Regions from separate parts of the Sus scrofa genome. Here region 1 is linked to region 2. Evidence: chromatin contacts called from public HiChIP or PLAC-seq data. All regions are on one chromosome and are shown on one strand. The core of a region is the stretch at or near the end of the contact, and the rest is flanking DNA. Distances in the headings are between cores, read along the strand shown. Region 1 overlaps LOC106505720 (a long non-coding RNA gene). Region 2 has its middle 81 kb from the start of MME.

The links. HiChIP or PLAC-seq counts read pairs in DNA pulled down with a chosen protein or histone mark.
Region 1: an H3K27ac HiChIP or PLAC-seq map of skeletal muscle shows a contact between it and region 2, with 4 times the contacts expected there. The contact joins two enhancer-like sites. A contact is called at or near these places in 1 of 47 Hi-C or Micro-C datasets (epiblast stem cells) and 1 of 2 datasets of contacts at active chromatin or transcription factors (skeletal muscle).

The regions. Positions count from the first base shown.
Region 1 is chr13:95,257,688-95,261,201 of Sscrofa11.1, reverse strand. The region is part of intron 1 of LOC106505720 (a long non-coding RNA gene); the gene reads left to right. Among named protein-coding and RNA genes, the nearest start is that of MME, 240 kb to the right of the region's middle. Within about 2 kb of position 1,766, at least 1 of the 83 cell types and tissues checked has an H3K27ac peak or open chromatin away from gene starts, as enhancers often do. A contact at or near this core is called in skeletal muscle, where this site is marked.
Region 2 is chr13:94,935,522-94,939,000 of Sscrofa11.1, reverse strand. No RefSeq gene overlaps it. Among named protein-coding and RNA genes, the nearest start is that of MME, 81 kb to the left of the region's middle. Within about 2 kb of position 1,805, at least 5 of the 83 cell types and tissues checked have an H3K27ac peak or open chromatin away from gene starts, as enhancers often do. A contact at or near this core is called in skeletal muscle, where this site is marked.

The DNA.
Region 1 (3,514 bases), core at 517-3,016, 320 kb before region 2:
AAACTGCCCTTTTGCATTCCTGTAAATGCTTTGCTTGACTAGAAACATAGTACATCCAGTCAGCCACTGCCCAAATGCCAAGCTAACTCTGGGTTTTGTACTTATTTCCTGGTTCCTTGATCTTTCTAGATAAGGTCAGATATTCAACCCCAGCCAATTAGCCCTTTCTCCTCTCTGCCACTTCTAGTGTTCCATAAAACTCACTCTTGTCCCAAACCCATGGGAAGAGTGGGACTGTTTTTTTCTTGAATAAAGGACATCAAACTTATGACTAAATTGCTTTAGTTTGCCATTTGACAGTGCTTTTGTATAACATTATTTCATCATCTTTTTAAAATCCTACTTCTTGACAGAGCACAAGCCACAAAAGTCCTGTCTTTCCTCTATCTCCATCCATCTCACCAGCAAAGAGTCTTGCACACCGTAGACATTTACAAAATGTGGTAAAATCATGTCTGTAGATCAGCATCATCCTTCTTTTTGGCATCATCCTGCACGTGTTATTGGGATATTGTGATATAATAAGTATATTTGGTCTTAACAGTTCCTGGCACAGAGCTCCTAAATCCCTTAGCATTTCCTGAGTGATAAGGGAGTGGGGAACATTGTTTGTTATTCATAACCATCTTCTTTCAACTATACCTGGGTTTATGCTAATGAGGTGATTCTTGGAGGATGTGGCCTCATTGCTAGAGAAACCAACTTTCAGTCCTACCACCTGATCTCCAGGGAGAGGAGAGGGAAGATTGAGTCAATCACCATTGGCCAATGTTTTGATGAGTCATGTATATGGAAAGAAGTAATAAAAACTTCAGAAAATCATAGCTGATTGAGTTCAGAGAGATTTCAGGTTGGTAAACTCATCAATGTGCTGAAAGAGGGCATGGAAAATCTGTGCTGCCTTCCATAACTTGCTCTATGTCCCTCTTCCATTGGCTGTTCCTGAATTATAAGATTTTTAATAAACAAGTAATAGTAAGTAAACTGTTTTCCTGAATTCTGTTAGCCATTCTAGAAAATTGGCAAACTCCAGGGTCATGAGAACCGTTCATTTATAGCTAGTTAAACCAAAGTATAGAAAGCCCAGACTTGCAGTTGGCATCTGAAGTGGGGTTAGTCTAGCAAGACTGAGCTGAGCCCTCAACGTGTGGGGGCTTCCCTAACTCCAGGTGGTTAGTGTCAGAATTAAACTGTAAGACACAAGCGTTGGAGAGCTGGTTGGTGTGGGAAAAACTTTCATACATTTGGTGTCAAAGGTATTCTGGGAGCACTATAGTATTAGTTAGTAATAGCTATCATTTTATTGAGTGCCCAATATTTTGATAGTGCAAATGATTCCAATGATCTTTTAAGCTCATTTTCTTGACACCATTTTATGGATGAAAAAACCAGGACTTAATTACTGAGCGAAGGGAATACTTCTAACTGGATTTTCAGTTCTCTCAGACTCCCAATCTCTGCCTCCCCTTCGCCCCCTGCCCATACTAGGCTCCCACTACATGCCCCTATCTCACATAAAGTCTACTGTGGCTGATTTATCCCATAATAAAACCAAGGGTCTCCTGTGGTGCCATCATTCTGCAGGATGCTGTGTGTGAGAACACACAGAAGGAGACTGATGATAATAGTAGCAAACACTAATTTGATCCTCACAAAACAAATACTTTTATTGTCTGCCTGTCCCAGAGCAGGACAGTGAGGCACAGGATTGCTTTCTAACTTGTCCAAGGCCACACAGCTTTTAAGTGGCAGCCATTGTTCAGTCCCAGGACATCTGACTCCAAAGCTGAACTGCTTCTTGTGATTACCCAGTCCCTTAGAGCAACATGTTTCCAGTCTAACTTGGAAACAAAACAAACAAGATACAGCCAAAGACTTATGATTCCACAGTGCTTGTAGACATTTGAAAGTATTTATTATAAACTTCAAATGCATGGGATTCAAGAGAGAAAAATATTTTCATGGATTTCACATGCCTTTTTCACGAGCTGCAATGTGATTCAGTAGCTAACAAATATGAGTTCAGTTACTTGGTTTAACTATACATTCTGATTCAGTGAATTTTTTATGTCATCTTTTGATTGAAATTCTCTAAATAAGAGAAGCTCCTATCATGGCTATTTCTGCTTTTATTAATCTCAAAAAAACAAAGACCACAAAGATCACATATGAGCCTCTGAATAGAATATAATATCTTTGGTGAAATGCAGTTGGCTCATTTAGACATAGTTCTGCCCAAAATAGCCTAGATGGACTGGATGGAATTTATTGCATTACTAATGTTCTAAAGGCAGATTTCCCAGTAATAACTTACCCATAATACTTTACTCTAACAAAAGGCTATTTGATAGCATAGAATAAACTGGAATGCATTTTTATAGCCAGAGACTTCCAAACCATAAATACTTCCATCTCTGTAAGCAAACGGGTCAAAAATATTTATGAGGCACCCTGCATTTTTATCACCACAGCGATGGAATACAGCAATTTCATTATGACCACATTCTATCTCTACTTTTACTCTACACTGATGATGGACTCCTTGGCATATCATAATCCACTAGTGAGAGGAATGTTGGCATTCAGAAAGGAATGAAGAGGAAAATATCATAGAAGTTATTGAAACTGGTTATTTTTGAACAATATGCTATTCACAGCTAAACTAAATGCAATAGTTAATATCAGAACAATGCCAATATAGGCAGTTGAGAAGATGGTTACCTGGTAATTTAACTTACCTGCTGATGATGTTAAAATTTATTTTCTCGCTTATTGGGCTTGGAAAATTCCACATTGTTGACATTTGGGGTATTATGCAAGACTAATAATGTTTAAGTTAGCCTTTTCTTTTTTCTTTTTTTATTTTTTAAAAGGAAGCATATGGAAATAACTGCTTTAAAAATATCTCTAAAGATGTCAAAAAGTCAAATTAAAACAAGCTGTTGATCATTATTGCTGTTTTCTCTCTCTTCCTTGTTAGAATGGTAGATAGAAAAAGCCAACATTTGATTTTACATTAATTTTATAAGAATAATTCTGTAATTTGTGTAAATATCGCATGTTTTTTATTTTAAAATTCAAGCAACTAAAAAATTCACAAAGAAGAAATTTTAAAAAATGAATTAGAAAAGAAACATGGGTCATATTAGCTAATATAGATAGGAGCATGAAAAGTCAAAGATATTAAATAAATGAGTATATATACTCAATATTTACTTTTATTTTAGAAACAGTGCTTAAAAATCTGGTTAGCCAACCATCAAATTTTATTATAGTGAGACATATATTGTTTAAAATAAAATTTGTAGATGCCCTCATATTAGATGTTAGTTTCAGATTCTTCTAGTTTGTAATTTTAAAAGGAAATATTGCTTTGTATTAATATTGTTAAATTATTATTAAGCACCCATGAATACAGTATTTTGTTAGTCACAAAGATAATTAGACATGGTGGTAGAAACTGCATAGGTGCTCACCAAACTTACTTCCACTTTTTAAACACATGGCTAGACTA
Region 2 (3,479 bases), core at 556-3,055:
AGGAGAATCATGTCAGGATAGGAGAAGCTCAGAATGTGGTGAGATTGTTTCTCCTGGCTGAAGAGAGAAAGGACATTGAACTCATAAATTAGCAACAATTACGCCTTTGTACTATGTCACTAGATTTCATTAGATGTGTATCTTTGTTACTTCCTCACAGGCTCATTCCTCACTGCTGGCAAATTTATTAGACATATTATCCAGTGTTATAAAGGAAAGTACTTTTTTTTCCCATTGCTATGTTTAAGAGATGAAAATTCCCTTTTTTTCACCTTGAGCTACTAGGAGCAAATCCAATTCAGCAACATAAGTTACTCCAAAGGGAGATTTGTGCACAGTTCAGAACAGAGGAACAAGAATCAAGATGAGGATACACTGCACTTTTTGATTCAAAATAAACTTTTTCAGTTGTCTTCTCTAAAATACAACATGACTATAGCCTTCATGACACTTTATTTCATAGTCTATCAAAATTTCTATATTTTCACCTCAACTCTACAAGATTAAGTCAACTTTAAGTTTAGAATTGTAAGGAAAATTGAATTAAATATAGCATGTATTCTGTTTACATATCCTGGAGGCTTATCTATTTATTTATTTTTAATAGCTGCATGCCCAGCATTTGGAAGTTTCCATGCCAGGGATTGAATCTAAGCCACAGCTATGACCTACACTGCAGCTGTGGCAACAGTGGATCCTTAACCCACTTCGCCCCACTGGAGATCGAACCATGCCTCTGAAGCAACCCGAGCTGCTGCAGTCAGATTCTTAACCCATTGCATCACAGCAAGAACTCACAAGGAGCTTTGTTTTTAAGACTGGCTATAGATAGGAAGGATATATTCACTGGATAGCTGGGATGGGCCCTGGGACAACAGAACTTGCACCAAACATAAAGCCAAGACAGCCTGGCCTTTCGAGGGAGTGGCTAACTTACCTATGATTGGAGACTCACTCTGCTCTGGGGGTTTCCACTGGGCATTTAGAGTCCAATAGAAATGCTTTCAGTACTTGGTTGGTACTCTTTTGGACAATCCTTCTATGGGTGCATGGAATGATCATGGGAGGTAACATGGGAGTGTAGCTCCCCTGTCACTGAGCATGAGTAGGGGATGACACTAGGACTCAAGGTCAGAATAATTTAAGAATAAAATCCAAAGCAGAGGATAAGGTCTAGGGACTGATCAAGATAGGTGTTGAGGAATGCTATAACTCAGGGGCCACATGGATACCAAAGCTTAGCTCTATCAGTCTTTGTCTGATTTAAGGAAACACGAGGAGCAAAGCAGGAGCCTGAAAAGTTTCTAGATTGCTGTCCTAACAAAACATAAAGATTTGTAAGAGTGAAGAAAATAATCCCCTTTCTAAGTTTTATTAGTGCATTTACTGCTACAGTTTACTTTTGTAGAGAGATACCACCATATATTAAGGACCTATCATGTCCCAGAAACTTTAAGTAGCGTGGTTTCTGTATATCCCATGTGCATCACTTCCATTTTATAGAAGATTCACAGAAGTTAAATGAGTTGCCTAAGGTGACACATTAAATTTCAGAGCCATGGCAAATAGCTGTGATTTTTCTACCATGCCATATGAACTCTTTTATTTGCTAGTTTTTGCTGGTCTGATTTTTTTTCATGCACCCAGGGTGCCTATTAGTCTAGTTCATTTAATTTGTAAGTTACTCTTCTACTGTTTAGATAATCTATGGATCACAATGACAACTAGGATGTCCTTGAGGCAGAAGTGTCCTCTTGTGTGTTCAGTCTCATGGAAACCAGTATCCAATCCACATGGCTGAGACCCAGGGGTTGACTCTGCCACACTTCAGAGCAGTTGACAAATTGCTCACAGCTGTCTGGGGTTAAGAACTCATCTCTGAGAATTGACACTTTCTCATTCTCTTTTTAAAGAGACAAGTGTGCCTCCTTTTCTTCTACACTTCTAGTGATCCCTCTACTTTGAAAATGGCCCCTGAACTTGCTGTTTTCTTTTGCTAATATCTCTACTCTTGCATTCTTTTCAGACTTAACTTTCATTTTCAGCTGTGACAGAATATCTCCTCATTTCATCTAAGCCTTTTCAGATGACACAAAGAAGAGATAGCCTTACATCTCTGTTGAAACAAGACACTCAACCACTGAGAAATCCTTCTCTTTTACTGCATTTAATTGGAGGGTAGCTATGCTCGCTACTATACCACCAATGCTCATTGCATTTAATTGGAATGGGTGGCCTATTAGCATTGATAGTGGAAGAAAATGACCTCTGTATTCAACCTGAAAATGTACTGTGAACTGCTTGATGTAGAAGACTTCTAATGATTGAGATTAACTGATGTCAGTGGTTTTCAGAGTATTGATATCAGGAATCCAAAAGAAAGCAAACTTACATATGGAAAAATATTTAGTAAATAAATAAAAGAAGAATTTTGAAGGTTGTTTACTCTAATGAACAAATATATAAGAACTTAATTTTTATTCTCACCCAAGTGTTTGCACCAACCTTGGCATGCCACTGATGTAAATATTACTAAATAAGTATTTAAAAACTTACTAACTAAAAATTCCTTTGGTGATATTATTTTTTTAATTCCTCAAAACTGCTGCTGCCACAGAGGCCTTAAGTACTTTTTTCTAGAGTTGGCTATTATAAAGTATGTAGTTTTTACTTTCCTCACATTGCATACAGGACACTAAACTACAAGAATTTATCATTTATTTTGCCTACAAATGAGTACTATTTAAGGAACTAATGGTAGAGAAACCACATGACAATAATCAAACTACTCCATGTTAACCTTAAATTTCCAAAATATTCAACAGTTTGTTCTAAATAAGTGCTAAAAAATAAATACATTGTTTGGACCACATTAAGTATTTCCACATTTTTTTTCCCCCTCTAACAAGCTTTTAAGACGCCAAGGATTTGTACAGAAAGAAAGTTTAAGACACTTACTGTGCTAGTATAGTATAGTTCCAGGCAAAATAACCTAACTTGCAACTGTGAAGAGGCCACACCAGCACTGTACAATGAAAATATAATGTCAAGCACTAAGGAGAGCTAAAATTTTCTAGTAGTTCCCTTAAAAAAAGGGAAAAGCAACATGTGAAATTAATTTTAATATTTTATTAATTGAGTGTGTCAAAAACTTTATCATTCAAATGCAATCAATGATTTTAAAATTATTAATATCTTATATTTGCACTACATTTTTAAAGTTTGATGAATATTCTACAATTATGGTACCTCTTAATATGGATTGGTCATATTTCAAGTATTAAATACCCACATATTGTTAGTGGCTACTATATTGGACAACCTAGGGTTATGCTAAGGGTAGAGGTAGTCTGTTAAAAGGAAGTGAAGAGAGTTCCCTTTGTGGCTCAGTGGTAATGAACCCAACTAGTATCCACGAGAATGTGGGTTCAACCCCTGGCCTTGTTCAGTAAATTAAGGATCTGGTGTTGCTGTGAGCT